Linked DNA regions of Danio rerio: region 1 is linked to region 2. Evidence: chromatin contacts called from public HiChIP or PLAC-seq data. All regions are on one chromosome and are shown on one strand. The core of a region is the stretch at or near the end of the contact, and the rest is flanking DNA. Distances in the headings are between cores, read along the strand shown. Region 1 holds the start of stox2b (storkhead box 2b). Region 2 holds the start of si:ch73-43g23.1.

Region 1 (4,678 bases), core at 630-3,129, 180 kb after region 2:
AATTGCTAATATGTTAAACCTTGAAGAAAAACCTCTCTTGAACACCATGGAATTGATTAAATATTCCAACACAAAACAAAAAGCATCACATGAAATATCACGTGTGGAACACATAAGAAATATGTGGTTTTGCAATATTTTCATGAGGGGAAAATAACCACATCTTCCCACATGAAAATGTTCCAAAGTCATACGTTTTAAGTGTTTAATATCTAATTTGAAACCTGTTGAATCTGTGACACTCATGTAGTTTTTCTGCAAAGATAAGTTAACATGTCTAGATACATAATACAACCTAATTCTGATAATTTTGAGGCTTACCCTGGTAGTATTGACAGTCATATTATTTTTACCAAGGTATTTGCATGGTGCTCCAGGGTACACCATAAAAACCATGATTATTATGACGTATAATCACATTATCATATACAAAAGAACATGATAACATGGGTATTTTCAAACTTACAATCATATATGACTGCAATAATATTCATCATGCATCACAGGAATTGGAAATACTCTAAAAGAACCCTCCATAATAATTATTAAGGCTTATAAAGACATTGCGTATGTCCAAAAACCTTAACATCACCAGACTGCATTTATTTTGATACATACAAGTCAAACTAAATGATTACCAAATTCATAAGATGACACAACAAAATCCGATAGCACTACCATGGTACCATGTGGAAATAGCATGACACTTTGTTAAAGGGACAGTTCACTCAAAAAAATTAATAAAGAAATATTGTTCTAACCAGTAACCATTGACTTCCATTTGTTTTACGTACTATGAAAGTCAATGGTGACAGGTTTTCAGCTTTCTTCAAATTATCTTCTTAAGCGCCAACAGAAACTCATAGTGGTTTGGAACCACTTGATTGTGAGTAAATGATAATTTTTGGGTAAACTATCCCCCTTTAAACCCTAGAAGAACGATTGGTTACGATACAAATTAATAACAACAGCAATAACAGCTCTCTATTATATCGAATTAGCTGGAAATATATCAGATTCTCACCGAGGTATTTGATGTCGAAGCCCTGCGGTGGTTTGAGGGACCTCCTCATCCAAGCCTCCCTCAGCACCTCCAGGTGATCCTCCTTCCCCTGGATCAGTAACACATGCTCGTCTATCCAGCCCAGGAAAAATGTCTCGGCGATGGCATCGGCCACCATCTTATTCCAGAAATATTTCATGTTGAGCGATTTGAAGTCGGCGAAGATCTCGTAGCCGGTGTGATGGTGCGGCGGCTCCTCGCTCTCCGTCACCCCGGGCGCGTCCTCCGCCACGACGCGCGACAGCACGATGGCCAGCGAGTGCGGAGCGATCTGCAGGAAAGGCTCCATTGATCCTCTCGAAGATGCCCGCTTAGACTCGACGCATTCCCCGCGCCTGAAAGCGCAAACAAGGCGATGGATGGATGGATTGATTGACTGATTGAGCGCGCGCCCGCAGCCAGACAAAGAGCGCGTTTGCGCGTTAGTTCATTTGACCTGCCTGTATAAGGTGATGCAATTACTGTAATAAAAGAGCATCGTGGCGATAAACAGAGCGTCGAATCATTATCGTTCCAAACAAAGGCCTGGGTGGATGCGGGATGTCATTTTAAGGGTAGAACGCGCAGGTGATCATGTTATTCTCCGCTGAAATCGCCGCATATTATCCATTCCTCACCTTGATCAGAGACAACGGCGTGAAAATAATGACATCCTCTTCCAGCGGGGATGCGGGATGGAGAAGAGCATTCTCTCAATGTCCGCGGATGAAAAACGCGTTTGCGTCAAAGTCATAAAAGGAGAGATTTGTCGTATTATTTTTTTTCTTCGTCGAGATGCGGTGGATCCCTGCAGGCCGGTGCGTGACGATGCCTGTGTGGTTTACGGTGTGTAAAGCAGGTTATTACCTTGAAGCTCCCGCAGCTCACACAGGGACGCCCTCTAAAGGCGGAGGAGAGGCACTGCAGGCGCAATCGAACTCCCCAGTACAAGTGTCAGTCAAAAATGAAGATAGTCACGAAATAATCCTCCTCCTGTCGACCAAGCACAGTTTTAAACTTAAACAGTGCTTCAGTCGGCGACAGAACACTTGGTTATGTTATCAAAAATGTGTTTTCAAACAACGGCAATATTAAAGCTGCAAAAAGTAAACAATAAATCACAACAACACTGGTCCAGAGGACATTTTCCAATACTTATGTTAATTATACGACAGTTTGGGGTGAAAATGGGTCAAAATTGAGTTATTTACTGGATGTAATGAGCTGAACAAGAAAATCAAACCAGTAGCTGCGAACTGAAACACGGAATAACCTTCGAGTTTAAAGGTCCCGAGATTGAAATAGTTTTTTAGATGTTAGTATCAGTAGGATATCTAGCTATTGTGTGTTCAAAACAGTCACAAAATTTGCATTCAGAAGATATAAATCTGATATAAACATTCAGCCTGTTTGTCATTTCCACCTAAATGGATCAACGGCTTTCTCCACGTCACCTTATACTTATTTTCTCATCAAATCGTGACCAATCAAATGCTCTCTAGTCGGCAAACCCCGCCCCCTTCAAGACGCTTCACATTTAGTTTAACTCTTTTTATTGACAGTTCTTAATCAGGGAGGTAGCTACTACAAGTGAGGGAAAGAAAAACCACAACACATTACTTTCACAGTGTAAAAAAATACTGTGTGGTAATTAAACACATTCCTTACCCTCTGAACCATATTGAGATAGAAATAAAGTAAACAACAACAACAACAAAAAGAAACAAATAAGAAAAAAACATACATAATAATAATAATTATTATTATGATAATAATAATAATAAATTAACAAATGACACCTAAGTGAGCCATTACCGTTAAATGTAAAATATCACGCAAATTCCTTTCTTAACCCTCTCAGGCTCAAATTAAGTTTTAGAAACAGGAAAAATCTGATATTTGGGGAAAATTATCAGATGGGGTAGTACAATAGAATCCTGACTTTTTTTTTAGAGAGACCTTCTCATGCAAGGCGTTCTGGGATGTTGCAGATTTTCAACATTGGCCCAGTGTGGAAATTAGAGACTGACGACTGAATATGATATGAACAATAACTTTTTATATACAACTTTTCAAACAATGTAACAAATAGCTTTTCAGTGGCAGAACAACAACAAAAACAATATGGGATCCAAATCCAGTATCTCAAATCCTCATTGAGTAGGTCATGTTTCCAAGTCACTTTGTCAAGTGGTACTCCAAGAAACAGTTTTTGTCTTTTGTAAATAGTTTGTTGCTAATGGACAAACAAATGTTTTTTGTCCATTTTTTCTTTCATTTTTTGCTTCATTTCATTCATGTTTTTTATCTCGTTTTTGTTCATTTTTTCTTTTGTTCTTTACTTTTAATTTTTGTTTGTTATTTATTTCATTTTTTATTCATTATTTAATTTTCCTTTTGTTAGTTTTTTGTTCTTTCATTCTTTATTATTCTTTTGTTTTTTATTTGTTCTCTTTAGTTATTTTCTCAATTTTTTCTTCTTTCTATGAACACAAAAATGTGCATGTCCTTGATTTTTTTATGTCTAATAATAGTTATTTTAATAATAACTTTGACCAAAGATTGTTCTGTTTCCTTTTAGGAAACACTAAGATATGCAAAAATAAATAAATAAATAAATAAATAAATAAAAAATAAAAGAAAAGAATAAACAAAAAATATTCATGTACAAGTGCACAAAAAACTAGAAAAGAGTTTTTGTTCATCCAATTATTGTCCATCAGACATCAATATGGCTTCAACTGATACAATGCTAAATTTATAAACAGTAGTATGTTTACCACGGATTTACAACTTGATACCACAATGGTATAATTTTACCATACTATTGGGCAATATATCAGTCAAATGTGCAAAATCAGTATTGATACAAAACAAATACAGCTAAAGGCAAAATTATGATCATTTGGGAACTATTTCCCAAATTATGTTTAGAAAGAAATTTTTCACAGTATTTCCAGTAATATTTTTTATTTCTGGACAAAGTCGTGTTTGTTTTATTTCAGCTAGAATAAAAGCAGCTTTTAGTTTTTTAAAAAAACATTTTAAGGTAAAAAATGATTAGCCCCCTTAAGCAATATTTTTTCAATTGCTTACAGAACGAACCATCGTTAAACAATGACTTGCCTAATTAGTTAATGTCACTCTAAACTGAATACTAGTATCTTGAAAAATATCTAGTAAAATATTATGAACTGTCATCATGGCAAAGACAAGAAATCGGCTATTGTAAATGAGTTTTAAACCAGTTAAACTCTGCTGTTATTTTGGGATTTCGCCCTGGATTTTGCCTACCCAAATTTAAAAGCTTCCCAAATCCACATGCAGAGGTGTAAATAAAAATTTGGTATCATTTTAAAGAAAACCCTGTGAAATTTCATAAAACACTATTGAAAGTGTTTAAAATAACTGTATATGTCATCTGTGTTATAATAAACACCTAAAAAAAAAAAGAGGCGCTTTTTGTATTTTTTTTATAAACTCAAATTTAAAAGTGTACCTTTTAGGTTCTGTGTGGTCTAGCATTCTGTAATTAATTTTTGTGGTTCTTGCACATGTCCGTAATCATAGGAAAAAACAAAAATGTCTCTACCATAATCTATGCAAAAGTAATTGCATTCCAACTGATGAGAGGTG
Region 2 (4,905 bases), core at 437-2,936:
GACAGGTCTGATGCAGAGCCACTGTTTACAATCTTTTGTGGAAGAAGAACTCTTTCTTCTTGCGGATTACTGGAGGCTATACCTTCTTTGCTCACAGAAGACATCTCAATATCTTGTTCAATTTTAGATTCTGCCAAGTCTTCACAGCTTGTACACTTAGATATACTTATGCAACCTTGCTCGTCTTCAAATGGGCTTGCACTTGTATGTTGAGGTGTTGTTATGTTCACTTCTTGCTCCATAACAATGGCTTCGTTCTGCTCTGAAGAGCAAGATGTAGGATTAGTAGTTTCCTTTGATGAATTAATAAGACAAGTATCTGGTGTTGAATTAATATCCTGTGGTACAGGTTCATCTGTTTCAATCACCGGGGCAGCGTTCACTGACACTTGGGGTTCTTCCCAGTAATCTTTATGTGAAAGGTCATTACCATTCACTTCGGGTGCAGGTGGTGTGCAGTCAAATGCATTAATTCCATTTTGGAAATCAGACAAGACGGTTGATTCAGGTGGCGGTGAATCAGTTATACTGTTCTCTGATGTACAAAAATCTTGTGTATTCTTTGGAGAGGGTGTGCTGTAGGTGACTTCAGCGTTGTCACTTAAGTCAGATCCATTGGCAGTGTGATAAGATCCTGAGGAGTCATTGGCATCATCTGCTGGGAAAGGCTGTTCAATTTCCTTCCTGGCATATGTAGCAGAGGCTGGGCTACTGGAAAGTGACTGGGACTCGCCGTCATCTCCAAAAATGTCACACAGACAGGTTGTTTCGGATATGGCATTGCGATGGCTGGGGATTGAAGTGATGTCAAATATCTCAACGCGATTCGGCCCTTCGCGATTCTGCAGGTTAAATGTGTGTGGAGCACTGCGAAGGAAAGAGTAGCTGTCTCCTTCTAAAACCCAGCGTTCCATTTCTTCACTTCAGATATCCCAGACATTGGGTGGTCTCTTGAGCAGTTTATAAATGTCTGAGCTTGCCATTCAGCAGTTTTTGAATCTGTTCACATCTGAAACATGAAAGGAAAATCGTACAATCTTGTTAACTGTAAATCATTTCTTTTTGTGAGCTACAGTCCTAAATTCTAGTTACTAAAATGATTGTCTTTTTACCTTTACAAAACTGTGCTTGACTAAAAGGTCACTATTAAGGTAGCTGAACGGCTTGGAGACTTACTGATGCAAAAATATGTACAGTACCAATCAGTGTAACAACATACATGCACAAAAGTTCACATAAAAGCCATCAAATTGAATACTTGCCTTTTTCCGCTGTTTTCCCATGTGGTCATTTCAATGGAGCAGCCTCTCCAGAGAACATTCACAGGGGACAGTTACGCACTGAACCATGAGCTGTGAATGAGGCTCCTGCTGGGGGGTCCAGGTTTCCAAGTGCCAAACTGACCCTTCATCGAAACAGGCCACTCGGTGCACAGAAATGTCCAGCCCCTTAAGCTAAGCCCCAAAAAATGCTGTGCCATTAGCCACGTCTGAGCTAGCAGAGCCTGGCTATTTCAATCATCGATTGATACCACTTTTTAAAAAGCATGCACAGAAAAAAGGACATGATGAAACTGACCTGCGGCTTTTTTAATCATGCTTTAACATAGGTGCATGCCTCTGCCAAGCTTAATAGGGGGTTACAGCTAAGAGCAGGTGCTGCGATAGCATAGACGGAGCCTGCGAATGGAATTTGACACACTAGGCCAAAACAGTCATAGGGGCTTCCTAATTTTAGACCTCTTCTATCAGGGGAAACTCTGCTTTGAGAGGCTGCCTAGAGACACATAGAGGACACGAACGCCAGCTTTACAAAGTATACACTGAACTTTCTCTAGTATTAGATTGCGACATCTTGTTCTAGAAAACTCCTCACACTACTTTTGATGTTTCTTTTTACTTGTAAAGATTATTTAAAAAATCGTGATTCTGAGCTTGTGTGGCTTTGTGGTTAGCACTCTCACCGCACTGCAAGAAGGTCGCTGGTTTGAGTCCAGGCTGGACCAGTTGGCATTTCTGTGTGGAGTTTGCATGTTCTACCCGTGTTGGTGTGGGTTCCCCCACAGTCCAAAGACATGCGCTATAGGTGAATAGGATTAACTACATTGGCCGTAGTGCATGAGTATGTGTGTGTGAAAGAGTGTATAAGTGTTTTCCCAGTAATAGTTTGTGGCTGGAAGGGCATCCGCTGCGTAAAACATATGCTGGAATAGTTGGCGGTTCATTCCGCTGTGGCAACCCATGATAAATAAGGGACTAAGTCAAAGGAAAACTAATTAATGAATGGTTTGAGCTTGAAAATGCTGCTGGTAACCACTTGAACGCACAACATGCAGTAAACTGCCTTCTTTCCATACTGTCTTGCTCTTTGTTCAGAATGTCAAAGTATATTAGTTCCACGTGGTTACAAAATAGTCCATCATCTTACTGGGAAAGAATGCTGAGCGCTTCTGCAGTGCTGGGATTTAGTGTTCACACAACACCACTGACTGAAATCCAAAAGCACAAGCAGCTTGACAATACCAAGAATAGGTCTTTGATCAGCTGACGGACAGTCAAAACAAAACTGTGAATGACCATGAATTCAAGCTGCAGACCATTTAATAGTGTTAACTGAAAAACTGCGTGATTTTGCACAGCTTTATTAAATTAGTAAGAGGAAACCTTTAGCAGCTGTTTATAGTAGTTGTATCAGAAAAGACAAAGAATTTCTGCAGTTCAAACAAGTGTAGTACATATAATGAGACATGAAAATACAAGGTCTGTTTTTTGTCTTTATCTAGTGCACTGTACATAAACTTGGTTGCAGAAATCCCCCCGCAGAAACATGACACATAGCTATCTTTGGGTGTGTGTATTTAGATATTCTATTTTTTGACAAATATGCCGTGGCTCAGAAATAAAAGAAGGTCACTCGACAATTTGTATACAAAATGCCAAGCAATCTTTCAGATATGCAGCCATCCATTATACAGTATGTACAGTTGAAGTCAGAATTATTAGCCCCCCTGAATTATTAGCCCCCTGTTTATTTTTTCCCTCAATTTCTGTTTAACAAAGAGATTTTTTTCAGCACATTTTTTATCATAATAGTTTTAATAACTTATTTCTAATAAGTGATTTATTTTGTCTTTGCCATGATGACAGTACATAATATTTTACTAGATATTTTTCAAGACACTTCTATACAGCTTAAAGTGACATTTAAAGGCTTAACTAGGTTAATTAGGTTAACTAGGCAGGTTAGGGTAATTAGGCAAGTTATTGTATAATGATGATTTGTACTGTAGACTATTGAAAAAATATATAGCTTAAAGGGGCTAATAATTTTGTCCTTAAAATGTTTAAAAAAAAATTAAAAACTGCTTTTATTCTAGCCGAAATAAAACAAATAAGACTTTATCCAGAAGAAAAAATATTATCAGACATGCTGTAAAAATGTCCTTGCTCTGTTAAACATAATTTGGGAAATATTTAAAAAATAAAAAAAATTCAAAGGGGGGCATGCGGTATCAAATTTCATTAAAACAACACTCTTCCAGCAGTTCATACTCGCATCCAATATCTTGTTTTTTTCACGGGGGCATGCATGAAATTCTCCTGAATGAAAGTGAAAGTGCCAAACCACAGTTAAAGTCGACAAATTAAAAATGAAACAGCTGAAATTGCATGAAACTCCAGAGGAAACGTGGATAGCGTGGTAACACTATGACATTAATCGAATTAAGTGCTATAACATGTAAAACATATGAAAGGAACATTCACAAAACAACTCATGTAAACACCTTCAATATATTATTGTCTTGTTCAGATTACAAAAAAAAACTTGATGAAGGTTTGAAACCACTTGAGTGTTAGTAAATAGTGAGTAAATTTTCATTTTTGTGATTAAAGACAAAAAAAAACATCCTTCATGTTGTACAAAACAAAATGATTAAGTTAACTTAATGGTTCTTATAAATTTAAGTGGATTGAACATAAAACTTTTAAGTTCTCCCCCCCCAAAAAAAAAAAAAACACAACTCAAGAATTATGTTGATATTTGGCTTATTTTAAAAAAGTAGTTTGAACAAGCAGCAACAATCATTTTTGAGTGCATCTCTTTAAAGGTAATTCTGAACAATTCTGTGCTTGTTAAGGGATTTGTGGAGGACAGTATTATTTCTATCTATTAACATTGGAGTATAATAAACAGGGTCATTGCATTCATTTAAAAGATATATCTTTAAGAAACAAATCTTCCTCTTTTGAAAGCTTTTTTTATAGTTCATGGTCAGAAAAACGTCCAGTCAGAAGGAGATCCTCTCCAACAGCTAATGCAGTTCAATGTCACAAGCTGAAAAAACAAAACAAAAGCATTATTCCTTAAAGAAGTTCCTTAATCTCTTCAAATCGAATGATCTGTTCTATAAAATACCAAATAAATGTATTATAAGTGGAAAAAACTAATATAGAATTGAACTTAACAGGAAATAAGTTGAATCAATAGGAACTGTCTTAAGTTTGTAGCACAATTTTAAGTGACTTACGTAACGGTTTTAGTCTCTGTGCTCGTGAAAAATAGCACGGTGCTAAAATCCCAGCTGCATCTCCAGGAGTCAACAGCACACCGTTCTCTGACCAGAAGAACTTAATCCCATCTGAACACCAACCAGAGAGAAGAATGATTATTATGCCTTCTGCGCTATAATATTAAACTCTTCACTGGTTTTAATATGATTAATACCTGACATTGCTTTCGTGACATCAATATACACAGCTAGATCACAACTCTGTCGCATACCTAGAAACAGAATAGAGGCAATTTTCAATAATAAATAACATGAGAAGAATTAGATTTTCTAAAATATTCCAGGGATGCAAATGAGTAAGGGGGGGAAAACATTGCACGTATTGGGGAATACTC

Evidence for each region. HiChIP or PLAC-seq counts read pairs in DNA pulled down with a chosen protein or histone mark.
Region 1: a contact with region 2 is called in an H3K4me3 HiChIP or PLAC-seq map of gastrula embryo, with 4 times the contacts expected there. The contact joins the promoter of stox2b here to the promoter of si:ch73-43g23.1 in region 2. A contact is called at or near these places in 2 of 4 datasets of contacts at active chromatin or transcription factors (embryo and gastrula embryo).

Annotation. Positions count from the first base shown.
Region 1 is chr14:7,845,200-7,849,877 of GRCz12tu, forward strand. It overlaps stox2b (storkhead box 2b), which reads right to left and starts at 1,880. Exons shown (of 5, transcript XR_012390200.1): 1 at 1,025-1,880. LOC141377682 (a long non-coding RNA gene) reads right to left here. Exons shown (of 3, transcript XR_012390213.1): 3 at 3,526-4,678.
Region 2 is chr14:7,666,751-7,671,655 of GRCz12tu, forward strand. It overlaps si:ch73-43g23.1, which reads right to left and starts at 1,687. Exons shown (of 2, transcript XM_021481106.2): 1 at 1,263-1,687; 2 at 1-1,009. The coding sequence starts at 914. trpt1 (tRNA phosphotransferase 1) reads right to left here. Exons shown (of 7, transcript NM_001013291.3): 5 at 4,726-4,782; 6 at 4,529-4,639; 7 at 4,032-4,335. The coding sequence ends at 4,313.